Regions from separate parts of the Mus musculus genome. Here region 2 is linked to region 1. Evidence: chromatin contacts called from public Hi-C data. All regions are on one chromosome and are shown on one strand. Each heading gives the region's core, a stretch centred on a gene start, on an enhancer-like site or on the middle of the called end of the contact. The rest is flanking DNA. Distances are from core to core; before and after follow the strand shown.

Evidence for each region. A called contact is a pair of places that touch in the nucleus more often than the background predicts.
Region 2: a contact with region 1 is called in a Hi-C map of the N1E-115 cell line, with 5 times the contacts expected there. The contact joins two enhancer-like sites. A contact is called at or near these places in 4 of 484 Hi-C or Micro-C datasets (the N1E-115 cell line, cortical neurons, embryonic stem cells and 1 more) and 1 of 9 other capture datasets (embryonic stem cells).

The regions. Positions count from the first base shown.
Region 1 is chr9:46,351,681-46,355,029 of GRCm38.p6, forward strand. Gm31374 (a long non-coding RNA gene) reads left to right here. Exons shown (of 3, transcript XR_379350.2): 3 at 195-360. Among named protein-coding and RNA genes, the nearest start is that of Gm31374, 3.7 kb to the left of the region's middle. Within about 2 kb of position 1,776, at least 17 of the 459 cell types and tissues checked have an H3K27ac peak or open chromatin away from gene starts, as enhancers often do. A contact at or near this core is called in the N1E-115 cell line and cortical neurons, where this site is marked.
Region 2 is chr9:46,510,150-46,513,498 of GRCm38.p6, forward strand. All of the region lies in intron 1 of Gm31432 (a long non-coding RNA gene), which reads left to right. Among named protein-coding and RNA genes, the nearest start is that of Gm22659, 51 kb to the right of the region's middle. Within about 2 kb of position 1,747, at least 15 of the 459 cell types and tissues checked have an H3K27ac peak or open chromatin away from gene starts, as enhancers often do. A contact at or near this core is called in the N1E-115 cell line and cortical neurons, where this site is marked.

The sequences.
Region 1 (3,349 bases), core at 526-3,025:
GCTTTGACTAATGGGATGGAAACCCCCCGCATGAGCTGGTCAGGGTCCTAGAGACCTTCTGAACTGTGTCAGGCGTTAACCCTTCAATTGCTGGGCCTCAGGAAGGCAGGGCAGGGGTGAGCTGACGGTACCTGGGGAAGTCTCTCCACGTTCCATGAGCCCAGTAATGGTGGCCTTTCGTCTCTGCTTTCTAGTATGCACACAGTGCCAAGACCTGGTGTCTGACAGGGCTTCACCCCGTGTTGAAGGAATGGCGACTGTCGCTCTGGAACGCTGGAATAACTGGGGAGAAACAGACTAGACAGATGATCAGGTGCGTGGGGGCTGGGGGCTGGGCAGGGCAAGCTGAGGGCCAAAACTCCAGGGGCAGTTCCCTTTGAGGTTCTGGGTGTTGGCGTTCCTGCCCGCAGATGGGCCCCTGGCTCTGGGTGCTCAAGGACAGGTAAATCCCTCGGAGATGAGTGTGTGGGGTGCTGTAATGATACGTATCAGTTCGGTTATTTTTATTACTGTGACAAAAAGGAGGAAGGCAGAGACTGGGTTGGGGGAGCTGTCTATCAGGCATCACTAAGGAACAGACAGAAAGCCCCGCCCGCCGTGGGTCGGCAGCAGGTGGGATCTTCTGTGAGTCAAGTGCTTTTTCCGCTTTTTACGTTTCTTTTTTCCTTCACTCTAGCATTCTTGGAATGTACTCCTGTCACCCTGTCTTTCAGAGTACAGGGGGAAGGCCCAAGGCAGTGGGAGGAGACAGAGGTCTGGCTGATTCTCTTCCAGGAAAGGGGTCACTCTATCTGCTCACCTTCCAGGTCCCCAAACCGGGAGCGTCACACGGACACCGTCAGGTGAATCCCAGGACAGTCAGTTTCAGGGCTTGCCAGGGCCCTGGTGAGCTTCCAGTGGCCCACGCAGGCTGCCCGGGTTCCCAGCTTTCCACTGGGGTACTAGCGATCACGTGCTTCTCCCTCCCGGCTTTCCTCCCTGGGTCTCCAGCCAGCCCGCCGGCTTGATGAATTAGCCCCATAGATATTCCGTCGGGAAAGCAAACACATATCATATATATCTTTGACAAGTTATTATTCTCCCTTATCAGGATTCGGGTGGATCTGTGCCCGCCATTACTCAAGCTGCACACTTGCTCTGTTGGGGACCAGGCTCTAGACACGCGAGGAAGTACTGTCCAGGCAGCCCAGCCCAGGGCCTGCCCTGCCTGCAGGCTGTGCTGTGTGGTTGTGTGTGAGCTTAGGGGTGTGGGTAGGGGAGTGGGGTCTCTTGACACTGTCATAGTCCAATGACTGGCAGATCCTTTCCATGTGGAGGCTAGGTGTGGCCAAAATGAACTGGAGGTGTTCCGACCTTTAATTCTTTCATCTGAGATTCGGAGGTGGGGGTGCAGGGTGGGGGGCGGCATGAGTTGTGTCCCAAGGAATAAGGTCTGGTTTGGGACTCACTCTTGTCTATTTTGTGGGGCTGAGCTGGGACTTTGGTTGTCTTTTGCATGGGCCTTTTAGTGACCTGCTGGCAGAAGAGGTCACCCTGCCACCTACCACCAGTGCCTGAGTTTCTCAGAGCCAAAAGGGGCTCCTGGAGGCCAGCCCTTAGCCCCATGGTAGCCAAGGCTCGCTGGCCAGTGAGGGCTAATGAGTAAGATGTAAATGGGTATTAGTGCTCTCAGCCTGGCTGCCGGGCTGTGATTTGTCATCTCTCACCCCGCACATTCCCATTTCCCCAGAGGCAGGCTCCATATTAACAAGTCCTCTACTTAGGAATATAAATGGGGCATCTGCAACTGCTCCTGACAGCCTGCAGGCTGCTAATGCACTCCGGCCTTGGGGGCTGGGGGAGGGCCCACTGGTTCAGCTAGCTTCTGAAGTAAGAATGGTGGAGGGGAGGCCCGGCTGCCTTCACTGGAGAGGGACTGCCTGTGACTCCACACTGCCTCGACTTGCAGAGCTGATGGAACTGTGAGGAGCCACCTCCCTCCCCAGTTCCAGGCTTGCATGCCATCTGCCATCTCTGGCTTCCTCCAGATCTGATATTTCAAGGAAGTAACTTGTCCTGTTCTGGGACTGACACAGAGTTTCTTAGGTCCAAAGGAGAAGTCGGGTGTGTGTCTGTGGGGGGTGGGGGCTCTTATTGAGGATAGAAGTGATCTTACCCCTGTATAAAGAGTTTCGTGTAGCCCAGGCTGGCCTCTAACTCACTACGTACTTGAAGATAGCCTTGAACTTCTGATCTTCCTGCCTTTATTTTCCTAGTGCTGGAATTATATAGGCTTGTGTGACCGTGCCTGGTTTTATCTGATGCTAGGAATCAGAGTGAGGACTTTGACCATGATATGTAATCACTATCAGCTGAGCTATGCATTCAGGAGATCTGATTCTGACACCCTGTCAGTGGTGGGGTGTGGTTTGGCCGTTGGCCACAGTGTCCAGCCTCAGCTCCAGCTGTGGGCAGAGCCTTGGATTCTCAGGGTCTAGTGCCTGTCTAGTACCTGTAGAAGGTACTGAAACAAAGGTATTGGCTGTAATTATCATCACAGCCACTAGAGGGCAACGCAGGCTTATGTTTCTCTCTTCTAGAGGGCAGAGGACTCAGGGAGGGATAAGAGATAAGGGTGTTGAGGCTGACTGAAGTCCTTTGCTCTGGGAATGTTTCTGGTTCCTCTATTCTTTGTAGTCTATTACTGCCGAAATTCTTCAATTCCAAGTAAAGGAAGAAAGATCTTAAAGATATTTAAACCCATGGTGGTGTGGGTTTAACACTTATGTATAACACTTATTTTACTGCCATTAAGAAAAAAATCAGTGAGAATTTCAAAGGTTAAAAGGCTTTGTAGAGTGGCCAACCCATGACTGGTCTAATTTGAGGTCCTGACAATGAGAGGGAACCCGTGCCCAACACTGCCTGGTGACTTGGGACCAGAGGCTGGAGAGCTCACAGACCTAGGATAGAAAAAAAAAATCAATAAAATGATTCCTAAGATATCCTTATATTCTCACAGATTGCTGCCTATCCCAGCCATCAGAGAGGCTTCCTCCTGCTGCTGATGGGAGCAGATGCAGAGACTACAGTAAAACATTAGGCAGAGAGAGAGAGAGAGAGAGAGAGAGAGAGAGATCTCCATTGGGTCTTCCCCCTGGAGCTCAGGGATCCCTGTAGAAGATGGGGAGGAAGAATTCTGGGAGCCAGAGGGGTCAAGGACATCAGGAGAGTATGGCCCCCAATATCAGCTAAGCAGGGCTCATAGGTGCTCACAGAGACTGAACCAACAATCAGGAAGCTCGCATGGGTCTATTCTAAGTCCTCTGCATAGATGTTATGGTTGTTAGCCTGGTGGTCTTGTGGGACT
Region 2 (3,349 bases), core at 497-2,996, 160 kb after region 1:
TGATAATTGGCGACTGTAATTCTATAATTCATCTCTGCATCGCAGTGAAATTAAAAGAGTTTAGGTTCCTAAGCATAATGATCATCAATTAAACGCCGGGGAGATTTAGTGTCTTCATTTGAATTTTGTTTTATTTATTTAAATGTCTCTTATGCTGGGGGTTGGGGGAGGGCAGCACAGAGTGGGGGCAGCTGAGTGAAGGCTAGCCCCCAGGCAGCTTGGAGCAGCCAGGTTGCATGGGCTGCCCCTGGGGGCAGCGCAGGGCAGAGGGCTTTTTGAGACAGGGGATCCATCATCTCAGGCCTAATCAGTTAATACTGATAAACTGCCAGCAATAACTGCCAATTGCACCGAAGTTCATTCTTTCAGGGAGTGCCCTGCCACATCGGGGAAGCGCTCCTGTCTCCAGGAGGGAGAGGATGCATTTGGTGGAGGCAAAGCCATTTCTTCTCTGAGAAGGGCTTGAGAGCAGCCCAGCCTGGTGGGCAGCCTGATGAATCTGGCCTGTGCCTGGTGTTTGAGCTCAGGTTTGGATACAGAGGTAAGGTGTACTTCGATGTGACTGTGGTTCGGTGGGGAGTGCCCATTTCTCAGCCCCAATTTGCATACATATCAAAACAAAGCTTCAGAAACAGAGCCACTCACTGCCTCCCTAGCTGTGTGACTCAGTTTCCTCCCTGGGAGAGAGGGGATTGTACTAGATGGTCCGGAGTGGCCCTTTGGCTTGATTTTAGCTGTCCCTGGCCACTGGCCCGTAGACAGGATGCCTCGCCCATCTTCTGCCCTCTTTATCCACCCCAGTTATAGCCTGGGTACCCTGGCTGCCATCTCTGCCTCTCGGACCCCCTTGACCCTCCCCACATGGCTACCCACTTTGCTGGGTTGGTTATTGCTACAGTTTCCCAGCATTCTCTGATTCTGACTTCTCACTTGCAATCAAGAAACTAAAAATAGAGAGTAAAGGAAGCTCTCCGAGGGGGGTTCCTGGGGGTGGGAAAGTGCTCTAGTTCCCCAGGGGAATGAGACCTCATCACCATCAGAGTACGGGAGGGGGGTTGCGGGGGGGGGGGAATCTAACCCAGACCAGTGACAGAGTTGGAGGCCAGGGGACAGAGGCTTCCTGATCAGCAAGAACAAGGACCAGGCTTGAGAGACAGTGTGTGAATGCTGGAGATAGGCAGGATTAAGCAGCAGCCTCTGGGTCTTTGTGCAGGAATCCCATTGTATCCCCAGCACAAGAGACCCTTTCCCTGAGCCAAGTGAGGGGCTGAAATCTTGGGACCAAGGTCCACCCCCATAGCCTGGGCAGAGGGGCTTTGTGTTCTAATTCATCCGCCAGGAGAGGGCACCCTGTTCTAATTTTCACAAAAGTGTGCTCCATGCTCGGGGAAGCATCCTGGAGAACGTTCTCAGAGTTATCCTATTGTGCTGGTAGACAAGCAGGACCCACGTGCCCTGATCAGGGATCTCTCCTTCAGAGCCTTGGATTTTAAAGGAGTGGGCATGGTGTGATCAGGTGGGGTGACTTGGAAGCAGTGAAGCTGTGTCGGGGCGGAGACCTGGCTTCTCAGACTTGCAGGCTTTGGGGGCTAGGATGAGGAGTTTGGCCCACTGGCATGAGCAGAGAAGGGTGCTGTGGGATCTCAGACACACAATTTCAAAACCCAGTCCACCTCCCTGTCCTGGGAAGAGCACCCTGGAGATCTGAGGAATGTGCGAGTCTACAGCCATCCTACCCTAGACGTGCCTGGCCTTGTCTGAAAAGCGAGTGAACTCCTGCAAGTAACTGCTGGTTTGGGGATACACCTGACTGTGGAGTCTGGACCCCTGGCTGCAGTTCTGGATATACTATGTCCATGGGCTCACTGCTGCTTTTTCCTCTGACCCTCAGTTGCCTTCTCCTGTCCAATCGTAGGATAATTGCCCACATGCTCTTGAGCAGGCTGCATGGGGGTTAGAACTTTCATCTCTTCTGCACAGACAGAGGCAGTGCCTGGACCTTATCTTCTGAGGAACAGTGCAAAGGGATGTTATCACCACCCTTGCTTGGCACTGCCTTAGAAGCAGCATGCTTAGCTGGGACTGTCATCAGGACCCATGATGCTTTTCCTCCTGGGGAAGAAATGGCTGGCACTGGAACCCCAGGATATGCCAGTGTTTGTACCAGAGATCCAAATCAAGATAATGTCTTTCCATCTCCTCTCCATCTTTTGAACTCTTCCCAGTTCCTTTACCAAGCACATTTCTATCACGGGACTTGGCCCTCAAACACGTGGTGACATCAGCAGGGAGAGAGGGCAGGGTGGAGCTGAACCCTGCCACTTGTGGTGCCCCGCCCCATCCCTCCCCCCACTAGCTTTTCTTAACCTTGTCCACGAGGCTGACTAACTTCTTGTACTTAGCATAAGTGCTTTTCTCTCTCTCCACTTTGGGAAGATTGAAGGCCTTCTAGAGAATGGGGGGCAAGATGAGGGTGACCCCAGGTTTCCAAACACGCTTACCTCATGTCCTTGTCTTTTTCCATCCTGAGCAGGCCATCCATTCAGGACTGCTCTGAGGTCAAAGGCTGTTCTGTACTCCCCAAGATTGTCTTGGACTCTTTGGACAGCTCTGTCCCTGTATTTGAGATGAGTTTAGAGGAGACAGGACTCTATAATTTTCTGTGTGGGATCCACAAAAGCTACAAGCCCAAGTGGGCAGGCAGCCCAACAAAGGCTTTTAAAAATTACCATGTGCTGTCCTTTCCTCTGATTACAAAAGCAATACATATTCATGGTAAAAATTTTGGGAAATACAGAAAAGCACAAAGGAAAAAAATCATTCATATTCTATGTTCCAGAAGCAACCATTATTAACATTTGAGGTATTCACCTTGTCCTTCCCTTTCTCGTGGTCTCTGCATCTCTGTCCTTTAACAGAAGCTTCATGCAGCAACACTGTTGTGTCACCTGCTTGGTGATAGTGTACCAGGAGCATTTCCACATATAGTAAAAGCCATTTGATGAGTGTGGCCAGGTGTTTGGTCAGGGAAATGGCATGGGGTGCGGATGAGGGTAGGGGTGGTGGAGGCCATGACAGCAGGACTGTCAAAGGAGGTCTCAGTGCTGATAGATCTGGCTCCTTGGCTTCCAGACCATCAAATCCATCAGCTGAAAGAACAGCCCTTGAGGTAGACAGCAGGAAACCCCGTGACCTGAGAAAGGTAGACAGTTGAGCTAGCCATAGCATTGAAGATTGGTTACTGTATTGGCCACCTTCCTCCACAGGTTCTTGTCCTGGCCACAGCAAGCTAGCAGGAGGTAGGCAGGACTCAAGGTCATAATCACTGCTAGGCTGTAACAAAATAGGC